Linked DNA regions of Hordeum vulgare: regions 1 and 2 are each linked to region 3. The links are chromatin contacts, called in public Hi-C maps. All regions are on one chromosome and are shown on one strand. Each heading gives the region's core, a stretch centred on a gene start, on an enhancer-like site or on the middle of the called end of the contact. The rest is flanking DNA. Distances are from core to core; before and after follow the strand shown.

What was found. Hi-C and Micro-C count contacts between places; a contact is called where the count stands out from the background.
Region 1: a contact with region 3 is called in a Hi-C map of leaf, with 5 times the contacts expected there. The contact joins the promoter of LOC123444082 here to the promoter of LOC123444079 in region 3. A contact is called at or near these places in 4 of 6 Hi-C or Micro-C datasets (leaf and seedling) and 1 of 1 datasets of contacts at active chromatin or transcription factors (embryo).
Region 2: a Hi-C map of leaf shows a contact between it and region 3, with 2.3 times the contacts expected there. The contact joins the promoter of LOC123444077 here to the promoter of LOC123444079 in region 3. A contact is called at or near these places in 2 of 6 Hi-C or Micro-C datasets (leaf and seedling).

The regions. Positions count from the first base shown.
Region 1 is chr3H:425,215,119-425,219,296 of MorexV3_pseudomolecules_assembly, forward strand. It overlaps LOC123444082 (dof zinc finger protein DOF1.5-like), which reads left to right and starts at 1,485. Exons shown (of 1, transcript XM_045120694.1): 1 at 1,485-2,408. The coding sequence starts at 1,557. The coding sequence ends at 2,051. It overlaps LOC123444081 (protein CONSERVED ONLY IN THE GREEN LINEAGE 160, chloroplastic-like), which reads right to left. Exons shown (of 10, transcript XM_045120693.1): 8 at 3,983-4,051; 9 at 3,661-3,872; 10 at 2,988-3,398. The coding sequence ends at 3,737.
Region 2 is chr3H:424,807,158-424,811,336 of MorexV3_pseudomolecules_assembly, forward strand. It overlaps LOC123444077, which reads right to left and starts at 1,580. Exons shown (of 3, transcript XM_045120685.1): 1 at 1,250-1,580; 2 at 806-1,084; 3 at 1-470. The coding sequence starts at 1,354.
Region 3 is chr3H:424,987,567-424,992,082 of MorexV3_pseudomolecules_assembly, forward strand. It overlaps LOC123444079 (ubiquitin-conjugating enzyme E2 36), which reads right to left and starts at 2,305. Exons shown (of 8, transcript XM_045120691.1): 1 at 2,080-2,305; 2 at 1,931-1,958; 3 at 1,747-1,833; 4 at 864-922. The coding sequence starts at 2,115.

The DNA of each region.
Region 1 (4,178 bases), core at 235-2,734, 230 kb after region 3:
TGCGTAAGAAAACGATTTGTTTCAGTTTTTATCCTCTAAATAAAAACTGGATCAAAGCCCAGTTTCTTGTGAGACGTACGTGCTTCAACTCAGTTGGAGTGCAACGTCAGACAAAGGACAAGCTCTCGCTTTTCATTACCATTAGCAAAATGGTTTGATGATGTCGGCCAGGGTAAACTTTTCTACCCCCGGGGGAGTAGCAAGCAAGCCAACCTTGGCGAGTTGACTTGACAACCAAAAACACTGCGGTATCTTTATGTAGGCACATTTGGCAAGAAAGCCCATACGAAAAGTAACCTACCAACAAAAAAAGCTCTCCAATCGTTATCGGTTCCTCTCTAGGAGAATTATTATCAGATCGTTGTGCTGCAATGGTAGCAAGACATGCAAGCACGCACGGTCACGCACAGGAGTACCAGTACACGTTTCGTTTTGCCTTGAAGGTACCGGTAACGGATTTCCGGCTGATCGACTGGGCAAAACAGGCCCGGCGGAAAAAATCAAGCCCTGCCGAACCTAATCAGTTCGACGGACCCGACGCGTCACCTCAACCTTTTTATCTGCTGGATTTCGTTCAATCTTTGTGTACATACGACGGGCCCGCCCGTGTATATCGGTAGACGGTGACATCGCTGGCTATATCTTCGGTCGTCGTGCCTAACCTTGTGGGAGTATACTGTACTATGTAGTAGTAGTCCAAGATCCTGACGTGCGGGTTGCCACGGACATTTGCCATTTCGATTAGAGAGAGGTGAGACCGATGGGCGCGGCCATATAATTCTTGTGTCCTCGTCACGCTCGGGGTCGGGGGAGATGCCCCGTATCCGGGCGCCGCACACGTATTGGCCCAGCACAAATCTTCTACTCCTACTAGTACCTTTTTTTGCTTTGCTTTGCTTTGCAGGGCACGGAAACGTCACGCGCAAAACAAAAGAGAATCTGGGTCAACGACGGGCGGCAAATACGCTCCCCTCCCTCCCCTGTTGTTGCTTCACAGTGCTTCATCGGTTGAGTCCGTTCCACTCATGAGCGGATCACCGCAAGAAGTTTGAAAAGTCAAACGACAAGAGGAATATATATAGATGGATCACGGAAGTCAACACGATTGGAATGCGATAAAAGCGTGGAAAGTTGCACTCATTGGTAAAGTACTTTGAACAGGCTCGGGCCAAATCCAGGGCGTCACATGATGCCACACTTCCCATGGAATTCTTTTACGCGTGTGTGCGCTGAAATGAATGCACGCATCACTCACCATGCATGGCCCATGACTCCATTCATATCCGCCCGTCCAAGATTAAATTGCTTCACAGTAGTACTATATTTATGAGTATTAAATAAATAAATAATAATAAAACAAAAAAGGTGAAAATATCCAGAAGGGGAAAGAGATGGGGCCGGCCATCACCCATGTCACACAAAGAAGTCAGGTTTATTAAGCAAAGCAAGCATGAGTGAAAAGCGAGGGGGGGGGGGGGGGGGATTGACCACCGCCGCCTCCTCCTCTATATAGGGGGGCACTTTCTTACACACCACCACCTCCCTCCCCTGCCTCCATGGCGAACCTCCCCACCCACGCCACCACCACCAACGCCGACGCCTCCGGCTTCAAGCTCTTCGGCCAGGTCATCCAGCCCGAGGCCCACCGCGCCGCCTCCGTCTCCATCTCCATCTCCACGGGAGAGAGCACAGCGCCAACGCCAACGCCAACGCCCTCGCCCCCGCCTCCTCCTCCTCCTGCTCCGTCGACGACGCAGCAGGCCACGGTCGGGGGCGGCGAGCCGCTGCCATGCCCGAGGTGCGGGAGCAGGGAGACCAAGTTCTGCTACTTCAACAACTACAACGTGCGGCAGCCGCGTCACCTCTGCCGCGCCTGCCGCCGCTACTGGACGGCCGGCGGCGCGCTCCGCCGCGTCGCCACCGCCTCCCCCGGCCGCCGCAGGCCCCGGCCCACCGCCCGATCGGCCGCCGCCGCGGCCTCGGCGACCGCCTCCACCTCCGAGGAAGGGGCAGCAGCAGCAGCAGCGGAGAGCGTTGACTCGCGGTCGTAGGAGCCTTTCCGGGAACTCGCGTCGTCGCGTGCGTGGTGGAGCTGCCTGGAGCAATGCTTTGCTCCCTCCCTCCTCCTCCTCCGCTCTTCCGGGCCCACGCGTCAGAGACACTTTTTTGGCTCTTTGTTTTTGGGGGGAATTTATTATTATTGATGTAGGTTGTTCCATTTCGATACCATGTTAGGATTCTTTTGGGTGGCCGGAAGGATGCGGACACGGCCAGCAATGAAAGAGATACTCCCGTCGAATGAATGAAAGAGAGGAAAAGTTTGAAAAAAAAAATACTAGTCCCTACTCGTTGAAATGAATGTACCCCTTCACTGTGAGCCGTGGCAATGATGATGATGATTCATCTTTTTTCTTCCTCCCTTTTGCTGCCCCAAGTTTCTCCTCTCCTTGTCCTCTGCATTCAGCTATTAGATGCAGTGCAGGGAGGGCAGGGGGCCATTCAATGGATCACGTGTAATCGGTGACACGCTCCTCTTGAGTTGAGTTTGCTGCAGATGCGCAGCTTAAATGGAATGTATACGTGGTAGGTGGTGCGTTCTTGTACTTAAATGCCTATGGCATCAACGCAGGGCCAGAGGAATCTATCCGCTAGCAAGAAGAAGAAAGGAGGCATCTACCTGAGAAGGTTTGCACTATCCCAACTACTACTACTGCAAACAGGCAAGCTTCATCACCTCCACTTTTAGCTTTTAGCTATTCCCGGTAGTGATGATGACATAGTGTCAATTTCTTTACGTGTTCTTCTTCTCATTGTCAACGATAAGCATCATATTCATGTCATTTCTAAACAAAAAGTCCTCCACCACCGGTGCATGATCATCACTTCATCACATGGTGCTGGTGCTGGTGCTGGTGCAGGCCTGCAGCCTACTGAGGAACTCACACATGCATGCCGCGTTCCAGTTTGGCATTTGAGCATGGTCCACGGAAATAATAACATTTTTTTACTATACTTTGTAAAAGAGAGCTTCCGGAGCTACTGTATTGTACTGTACTAACAACCCTCACTATTTACATTCTGTACTGATCCGAGTCCTGCCGACCTCCTTGTGCACATAATGTTAAATGCTCAAATTAAATGTCGACTCAACCATGGCATGTGATTCGGGGTCAATGCACCAAAAGTTCAGAGGCGTACATTGTACACAACTTGTAGTATTTGACAGCACACCTGTAATCCTGTATGCCAGCTTCCCTTCGCACAGTCATGTAAACTTTTTCAGCGGAATGCTGTTAATCAGTCGATATGTTCAGACAGTATCGTCGGCCTGAATCTGATTTAGTACTTGGCGAAATCTCCAGGCTGCAGATTACACTCTTCCAAAACCTTAATAGAACCTGAGAAAAATAACAAGAGTGGGATCAGCATTGAACATAATCAAGTTACAGTACTTCATTTAAAAACGTGTAGAATCATGCATTGCAATGCCTAGTTATGCTGCTTAAAGGGCAGGATGAGCATAAATAAATCTTTAAAATCCTTCCAACTGTCGGAAGGGGTACAGTACAGTCATGGCGGCATAAAATTATGGCTGACATGGCATGGGCACATGCTGTGCTATCGTGCCCAAGAAAGGATGGATGAAGCTCGGCCCCTTACTATATTGATGAATGGTGACCAATCTCCCCTCAGGGCAACAACCTTCTCTCTGTTCTTCTATTAGCCAAAGCAGCGTTCAAGCTTCGCGGTTTCCAACATCAGGTATTGATTCCTGAATCGCTTGAGTAAACATTGCAATCTTGTAGGTGAAAAACCCAACGAGCATGGGTATCAACTCCAGGTGCATGAAACCGTAATCTGGAACTAGTATCCTGCATCAGAAAAGCAAAGGCAAACATGCATGTAAGTTTTTTGTTTGTTTGTTCGACATATTATGGAAATATTTCAGTAGCAAATAATTTAAAAGACTTGATCTACTTACGCATTCCATCGATTGTACATCATCACAAGAACCATTGGAATAAGCAATCTTGGCTGTGCCGCAGCGCCCCTGCAAGCATTCCAGGATGAGTTTAGATGTTACACTTATTACAAGCAATTTCTAAACGCGGTAAAAGTCTGTTGTAACTTGTAATGAATGGAAGAGAGCTTGTTTTTAGATGATGAACCATTAGTTT
Region 2 (4,179 bases), core at 330-2,829, 180 kb before region 3:
TCCGTTGGCTGACTAGATTTCTGAGGTAGCTCAACTGCAACCCTAGCTTCATGGTTCTGGACCTGAGGCTGCATAACCTGAACAAAAGATTCGGACTGGTTGTTCTCTGCGCAGTTCACATGATTTTGGCTTTGCATATAGTACACTGCAGCTTGGCTCGGATGTTGCTGATCATGCTGCGTGCTCAAAGAGACGGGCACCAGTTGCTGCAGAATATAACCGCCGCTACTTTGGTTCGGCATAGCAGGAGACTGCATGGCATTAACTTGGTGAATTGGCACAAAAGAAACCTCAGGGTTTGTGAATTGTGTGCTGTGATCGTTGACATTTTCCCTTGCAGCAAGCATCGACAAGGCAGTGGCTTCATTTGTTCTAGCAGGGAATTCATGCGCTATTTGAAGTTTGGCCAGTTGCTGCGCCGTGTCGGCCGGCTCATGCTTATCCTGAAGCATCTGCACGGCTTTCTGAACCTGGTCAACAGAAGAAACGATAGTTCAGCTGAGAGACCTACCTATTCATAATGTGACGAAAAATGACCCAAGCCTCACGAGAACAGTAAGTCTGACTCCACCGTACGTAGTTTAGGAATGGCAGCTCGTGAAAGTGTTCCACTGTGACTCCTTAAGCACCACACAAGACAAACGTGAAACGCAAATTCCGAGGTATATTCATCAATGGTGAAATCTGAATAGTGATTTCCACAGCCTGGACTAACAGGGCCGTGGGGGTACTCGAGACGAGAGCAAGGCATTTTGCAGTAATTGGCTGCGCGTGCGCGGATCTGGAGGCAGAGCAGGGCACGTACCTGTCTGAGGTTCTTGTCGAGGCAGCGGAAGTTGACGGTGCCCTCGCTGTGGTAGTCCATGACGTCGCTGCGCAGCTCCCCGATGGACCGCTCGAGCTTGTAGCAGTAGAGCTCGAGCTGCGAGAGCCTGCCGCCGATGCCCTCGAGCGAATGCAGCAGCCCCTCGGCCTGCTTCCTCATGCACTCCTCGACGGCCGCCATGACGGCGTCCTTGGGGTACCCCTCCTGTCCGTACACGTTGACGAACGTCCGCACCAGCTGCCTCTTGTCCTGCGAATCCTGCTTCCCCCGCTCACAAACGCATCAACCCCCGAGATCGAGGAACCCCGCGCGGTGCTAGTAGCAGTAGGGAGATGGACGGCGAAACACACACACACACACACACACACACACACACAGATAGAGAGAGAGAGAGAGAGAGAGAGAGAGAGAGACGGGACGTACCTCGGCGCGGCGGCGGGTTTGGTCGAAGGAGCAGCGGGCGTCGGGGGGGAGGCCGAAGGCGCCGGAGACGGAGGCGGCGGCAGGGCGAGCGGGAGACGACGCCATGGGCGCGCGGGCTGGCTGGCTAGGGTTTTGGGTTGGTGCGCGACGCGGGCGAGGGAGCCGGGGTGGGACGGGATGGGAGGGAATCCGAAGCGGAGGAAGGGGCGAGGAAAGAGGGGCGAGTGAGAAGGAGTGGAAGCAAAGCGGGCAAAGGGGAAAAAGCAGGGTGAAACAGAGGGTGCCGGGGGGAAAAAAAATAGGGGAGGCCAATCAGAATTCAGAATCAGAGGCGAGGCGAGGCGAGGCGAGATCGAGGCGTGGGGAGCAATAAAAATGGGGGGAGGGCGACGGGGACAAGTGGGGAAAGCGGGGGCGTGGGTGGACTTCGGGGCGAGTGAGATGCGGGGCCGATCTGCTCGAGCTGGTTCGGCTCGGCTTGGATGTGGCGGTGCTTGTTTTTGTTTACTGCTGACGGACGGGCAGCGGGGGAGGATCGGCCGTTGGGATGCCTTGCTGGACGATCGTTTTCGGATCAGACGGGAGACGGCCTGGTTGGTTTGGTTTGGTTTGGGTGCGGTGTCGCCGTCTCTAAGTCTCCGCCTCGTGAGTCATGTGCGTGATTTTACAAAAGTAATGCGTGTTGCGATGCAGGTTGTGACACTGGTTTTGATGGCGAGATGTGCCCGGTATCGGTAGCATATTAGAGCCGTCGGCATCACCGCGATCCTCTCTCATCGCTGGGGAATTATAGTTTGGCACTGGAGGCGTATACGTCTACTAGGGATGGCAATGGGTACCCATTACCCACGTATCGTGCGGGTAAAAATCCTATTAGGATAATGGTATGTGACAAAAATTTATCCATGGATATATAAATAGGAAAATCAGAAACCCATCGGATAGAGCGGGTATGGGTATGGGATCATATAACCCATACCCATATACCCGTATACCCATATAAAATCTATCTAAACTCAAAATTATCTCTACAATCTACACGATATCAATAATTTATGAATTGAAAGTGTATGTCTATGAGTTGTTGTTTATGACTACATGATGTTGTTTTATAAGTATGTGTCGTAGCTATAATCTATCTTTATAAACTATATGATACAATGCAGTTTATAACTATAAGTTTTTTAAATTGATGTTTTGCAAATATGGGTATTTTTACCCGCGGGTACCCATCTACCCTGTCGGGTAACGGGTATGGAAAAAATTGTACCCATTGACGGGTATGGGTAAGGGTGATGGGTAATATCAGACGGGGCGGGTAAGGGTATCGGGAGGCTCCACCCATACCCATACCCTGCGGGTGCCATCCCTAATGTCTACCAAAACACGCAAAGTTCGCACGTCCTTCTCCCCCCTCTCTCTCTCTCTTTCTCTTGAAATCCTATGAGCTATGGCAATGGCGGCGATCTACCTTCTCACCAGTGAGATCACGGGCCTCGTTTCCCTTTCTTCGCCACTTCGACTACGGGAGAGGGCGGGGACCCCGCTGTTTTGAACCGGTGGTGCTAGGTAAGGGTTTTAGTTTAGGTTTCGGTTTCGGTTTCTAATCATCAGTGATGTCGTCGCCAACGAAATGGAATAAGTCCTTTCCATCCAGATGGTGTTTCAATTATGCTTCTTGGCATTGTTCAAAGGCGTGTGAAGATTTATGTGTCTTCCGATGTGTTTTTTTGGCTTAAGATATTTTTTTGTGCATGCTTGTCTCGGTGTCGCCATCTTGCGGAGTGGACGTAAGGGATGCGCGCCTTGATTCTCCCACTCTAGTTTTGAACGATGAAATTTGGCTAGCTTCGAACTCGGGGAGCATGTGATAATTATGTTCCCCAACTTCTTTTGATCTGACTTACAATGTTATACTGGTCATCTTCGATGTTTCCTTCTCCAAGGCGACAATTTGCTACCCAAAATCGAGGTTCTAGCCATTTTTTGGTCTACATTGATGACATTTTGGTACTGTTTTTACAAACTTTCAGATTTTAACAAGTTTACTCCTCTTAGACGGATGTGCAGAGTTGAAAACGAGTTTCGCTCACAAAGCATCATTGCTAAATGTAGGAAAGAAATCGATGGGGGCGTTTGTTTAGGCTTAACTCATGGCTTTTGGTTTTTGATTTATCTATACTTAATAATAAAGTGGCTATCGCTTCCGTCGGAAAACCCACCGAGATGATTTTACAAAAAAGCACTTACTGTTTATAACATTAAACTCGTAGTATATATTAAATATTTTTTTAAATACTCATTTCTTTTAAACCGTAACTTCAAATTTAACATATTATACATGGAATTTGATTAGAAAAATATGTAGAATTTAAATATGATATTATTTTATCTGTTAAACGTTTAATAAAAATACTATCTAGGGTGCAATCTTAATAAATAAGTTTCGTCTTTCTTTCATACCGGTACTCATCTGGGTTGGGGATGAACACGTCAACAAAATCAGGATTAGAGATGAAACTGAAGGTCACTTGACTGATTCTTTGTACGTATTAAATCTACATGCAAACCATGTTAAAATAGAAGACCCGTGAAATTTTGAACTGCATTTTTGTAGGATAAGACCATCTTTATTTGTATCGTAACTATAAATTCTCAAATTATAGACATTTTTTATAAATTAAGAGCGTGTGCCGTGTGGTATTTCTTTCTCCCGTTGCAACGCATGGGCCCTTTTGCTAGTAATCTAAAAGAGGCTTATTGATTATGGCAGAAAACCATAAGTCATAACTTAAGCCCAACCGAACAACCCTGACATCTCAATATTTGAATGTATCTTTTAATTTTTGTAAGATGTTTTTCAAGGAAAACGTTACATCCGGAGACACTAGCAAACACTCACGCCTATCCCTATGAACACACATATGAAA
Region 3 (4,516 bases), core at 1,055-3,554:
CACCAACATATAAGCATTAGAAATGGTATATAGCAGTGTGCAGTTTTATAGAGACCAAAGGAAGGGTGAGACTGTAATCCAGTAGCAATTGCTTCACAAGTTAAGTGCTACTTATTCATCCTTCCATAAAAATTACATTGTAAAATTAAGGAAATACAAAATCAGAATAGACTAATATTTCTAGTGTCAAACGGCCAAGCAAATAAGAGAAATTTAAGGACCTCTTTAACAGTGCACAACCAATAGAAAAATGGCAACCACTAGAAGTACATTTAGAACCATGACAACCACTAGACTAATATATAGAAATAACCTTTGACATAAGCCTTTGAGAAGGATTTTAGTGCAAGTGATAATTTTGCTGAGCTTTCTGCTAACCCACTTAACTGTCCTGATAGGTTAATCATTATGCCACACATGTCCCACACTCCATCGTTTCTAATATGGAATGTCCAATCAAGCAGCTAAAGTTATCTAAACAAGGAAATAAGGTTGATGTGATAATATAGTACCACCTCCAGGACATATAAAGCAGTCAGTAACACAACAAATGTGCACAAACATTTAGACATGAGATTTCAAACAACTTGCACGCAAATCAATCTATCAATCACTTTTTTGATTATCCGAAGCTGGAAACGCCACCGAAGTTATGTAAATGCAATTGACCAGCCCTTGAACATAAGTACTGAACTATGCAGAAGAAAGTTGAAGCCATATTGGCGAAAGAGGAAATCAGCCATATATTGGTCAAAAAGGAAATCACACTGTACAATTCTGAATACAACATAATTATGTAAAAAGTGTACAGGTCTGATAGTTGCATTGAAAACATTAACCAAATCTCATCTACAGATTATTACCTTTGGGGCAGCCATCGGATATTCCTCGGGTAAAAATAGTTCCAGCTTAAAAACTCCCCCTGCCCAATAGATAAGCAAGATAAGCAAAGGGGAACAATGTAAGAAAGCAAGTCGGTCAATAAATACTCCGTTCCTAAATATATGTCGTTTTAGAGATTCCAATATAAACTACATACAAGCAAAATGAGTGAATGTACACTCTAAAGTACGTCTATATACATCCGTATGTAGTCCGTATTGAAATCTCAATAAAGACTTGCATTTAGAAACAGAGGGAGTAGAATGCTAACACTTCAGCACAAAACGTGCCTATATCATGCAGAAGATAAGGTAATCCGTATAAACAGCAAAACCAAGATTGGTAAGCAGAATATTCAGCTATCGTTCACTTCCATAATTGGAAGTACGTTCACTAGGTTAAATTAACAAATCTCTGCAATTCAAAGATGAGAGGCATTTTCTCGTATGGCATACAGGTGGCTCGAATAACACCAAAGGGAAGCAAGCAAATATGTTACACTATGCGTATCAATACAATGTTGACCATGGAAATAAGTGACATTACAAATAAGCTTGGAGCAAGTAGCAAAAATCTATCCCTGAAACAATACTACTAGTAATTAGCCCTCCAACATTACTGATTAGGAGTACATACTAAAGAGAGAACTTAAGACTCATCAAACATGACAACTTCCCGACAGAGGAATAAACTAAAACTGACACGGCCACATCACCAGACTGATCAAACAGCACAACCTCCGCCATCCATAATTCCAACACAACCATTTTTAACAAAAAGGCTTTGAACAGAGTATCTTGATTCACTAATCGCTACCTTAGAATATCACAAACAACATCACTATCGTGTGTTAAGAAGAAATACCTTCGTAGGGCGACTGCGCCGGCCCAAGGATCATGACGTTGAAATACCGCATGTTCTCCTCCGAGGGCGAAGCGCTAATCCCCGGAGCTGCACAAACAAACCATTCAAAGAACGGGAATCAAAACCCAGAAATGCAACACCTCGCCAGAATCCAACGAAACGGCAGATTGAAAAGCGCCCGCACCTGGCTCGCTGAGGAGTCTCTGCGTCTCCTGCGTAGATCCAACCACACGGAAACCCCAAAAAGTTAGACTCGAAAAGAAAAGAAAGAAAGACGGGTCGGATCGAAGGAGTCGAGAGATCTGTGGTGGGATGATCAGATCGGAAGCTCACCTTGATGATTCGTCGCGGGAGGTTGCTGTTGGCCATCGGATCGAGCCGGGGCAGGAGCTTCCTCCTCTCCGATGAGTGCGGCGCCGGTGTTTCGTGCGGAGGAGGCGTCAGTTGGGATGGGGGAAGAACACGGGGGAGGCAGTGCGGGTGGATGCTCCCTATTATACGCACGGACGCGGTTCTGCTAAAGGTGGAGAATACATCTGTTGCTTTATTCCATTCCAGAGTGCCACTAGTATTGCTTGAGTTTTATCCCTATGATATAGGGTATTTAGAGCAACTCCAACGAATGATCCATTTGATCCTTCGTCGTCTATTTAGGTTCGTATAAAAAGTTGACCCAACGCGCCGATCCAAACAAAAACGCGTTCGTTTTTTATCCGCGTGCCGACCCATTCCCAACCCAATTTTGAGCTTGATTTGCATCGGCACGGACACGAAACGGACGCGCACGACCCTCGCCTATTCCCATACTTGGCCCCCCAGTCGGCAGCAAAGTGGCCACTTTTTCCCTCCACTTTCCCTAAACCCTCCCGCTCGCTCCCGCGCCTGCTCCCACCGCCATGGACGACGACCTCGAGGCCGCCGCCGGCCTCGCCTCCCTCGCATCGTCCGGCGTCACCCCCGCAGGCAGAGGCAAGCCCCGCGCCCCCTGCAAGACCGCCTGTGTCCAAGAAGAAGAAGGAGTTGACGCCCGAGGAGCGGGCCGTGGAGTCGACCAAGAGGAAGGACCGGAGGCACGCGCAGGATGCAAGGGGCGAGGCAGTTGCCGTCGTCGCCATCGCCGTCGCCGCGCATGAGAAAGACACCAATGCCCGGGTGAAGGCGGTAGCGAGGGATGCCTTGTTGTACCTAGGGGTAAACCCTAGCCAGCACGGGCTTGTCAACGCCGATGTTGCCGCAGTCGTAGCCAGCACGGGCTCATCAGCATATCCTTGGATGATGCGGTCGAAGTCGCCGCGCACGTCTTCCACGTAGCCGATTCCCGGCTTCCACATCTACCCGCAAGGCAGCCACTTCTCCGAGGAATGCTTGCTGGAGGTGAGCATTGTGGCCCCTTCCACGCCCGCGTCAATGACCATCGACCTCAACGCCACGTCGGTGGCAGGCGGATCATCGTCCGGAGGCACAAGGAAACGCCAGCGCGAGATGCTAGTCGACACGCTCACCGGCAACCGTTTCCTCGAGAACATGATCTTCGAAAACGGTGCACCGACGGCTGGTGGTTACTCCGCGGCTGCCTACGATCTCGATGAGACTCAAAGACACGACGGTCGAGCGTCATTCACGCAAGCCACCAATGATCCACATGACATGCATGACGCCTTCATGCAAGACCAGGTCGGTCTAGATGGCTTCCCACTCGACCATGAATTCCCGGAGGACTACGACCTCGAGGAGGAGGAGATTGAGGCCGCCAATGCCAAGACCAAGGCGAAAGAAGTGGCCCTCACAAGCATGAAGACGTGTGTGGAGATCATGAATGTTGATGTGAACACCGTGTCGCCGAGGAAGAGGCTATGGTTCGAGAAGATGTAGACCGAAATGCTCAAGTTCGACCAGCTATGATCTGCGACGGAGATCACCGTCCCTTTTTTGTATGCCGGCAAGTGTGCTGGCATGACCATGGGCCGACATGGCGTGGTCGAATTCCCGCCCATTTTGGTGTGTTGGCATGTGTGTCGAACTGCATGGTGGTTTTCTATAGGCTGGCAATGTATGCCGGCCCCTGGCATGGTGTCGATATGAACTCTTGGGCGTTGGCATGATCTATGGCTGGGGGCCTTTTAAATCTAAATTTACGGACGTAAAATGGGCCGCCCGTGTTGGACGCATGGCCGATCCAAAAAGAAAACAGGGCGGATGCGAAGTAGGCGACCGACTGAAACGAAAAAAGCGGACAAAGCGTTCGTTCGCTTGGATCGTCCAGTTGGAGTTGCTCTTAACAGTCACGATTAATCTAAAACTAGAAGGGTTGGATGCGTTTTGTTGGGTCGTTGAATTTGTTAGGATTCTTATTTTTCTTACTCTATTTCAAAATATATGATGTATTGTTTTTTAAAATGACAAACTTTTTTACATTTGATCAAATTTGGAGAGAGATATATCAAAATTCATAATATCAAATCGGTGTTATTAGATTCATCATGAAATGAATTATCATTTTTTAATATTTTGGATGTCGATATTTTTTACCCTGAATTTGATCAAAGTTAAAGAAATTCGAATTTCCAAAAAACTAATAACCCTTATAGATGAAATATTTAGTTTCACCGGTGGGGGAGATGATGGAGTGTGCTTTATGTTTATTTATAATGCGGTTATTTGGTGGGCTTTTTACGATGTGATTCTGTGTTATCCGCTAATCAACTTATATTTATGCGTGGATATTTAGATTGATGGTTGTATGTACTGTATTCATGCTAAAGTATCACAT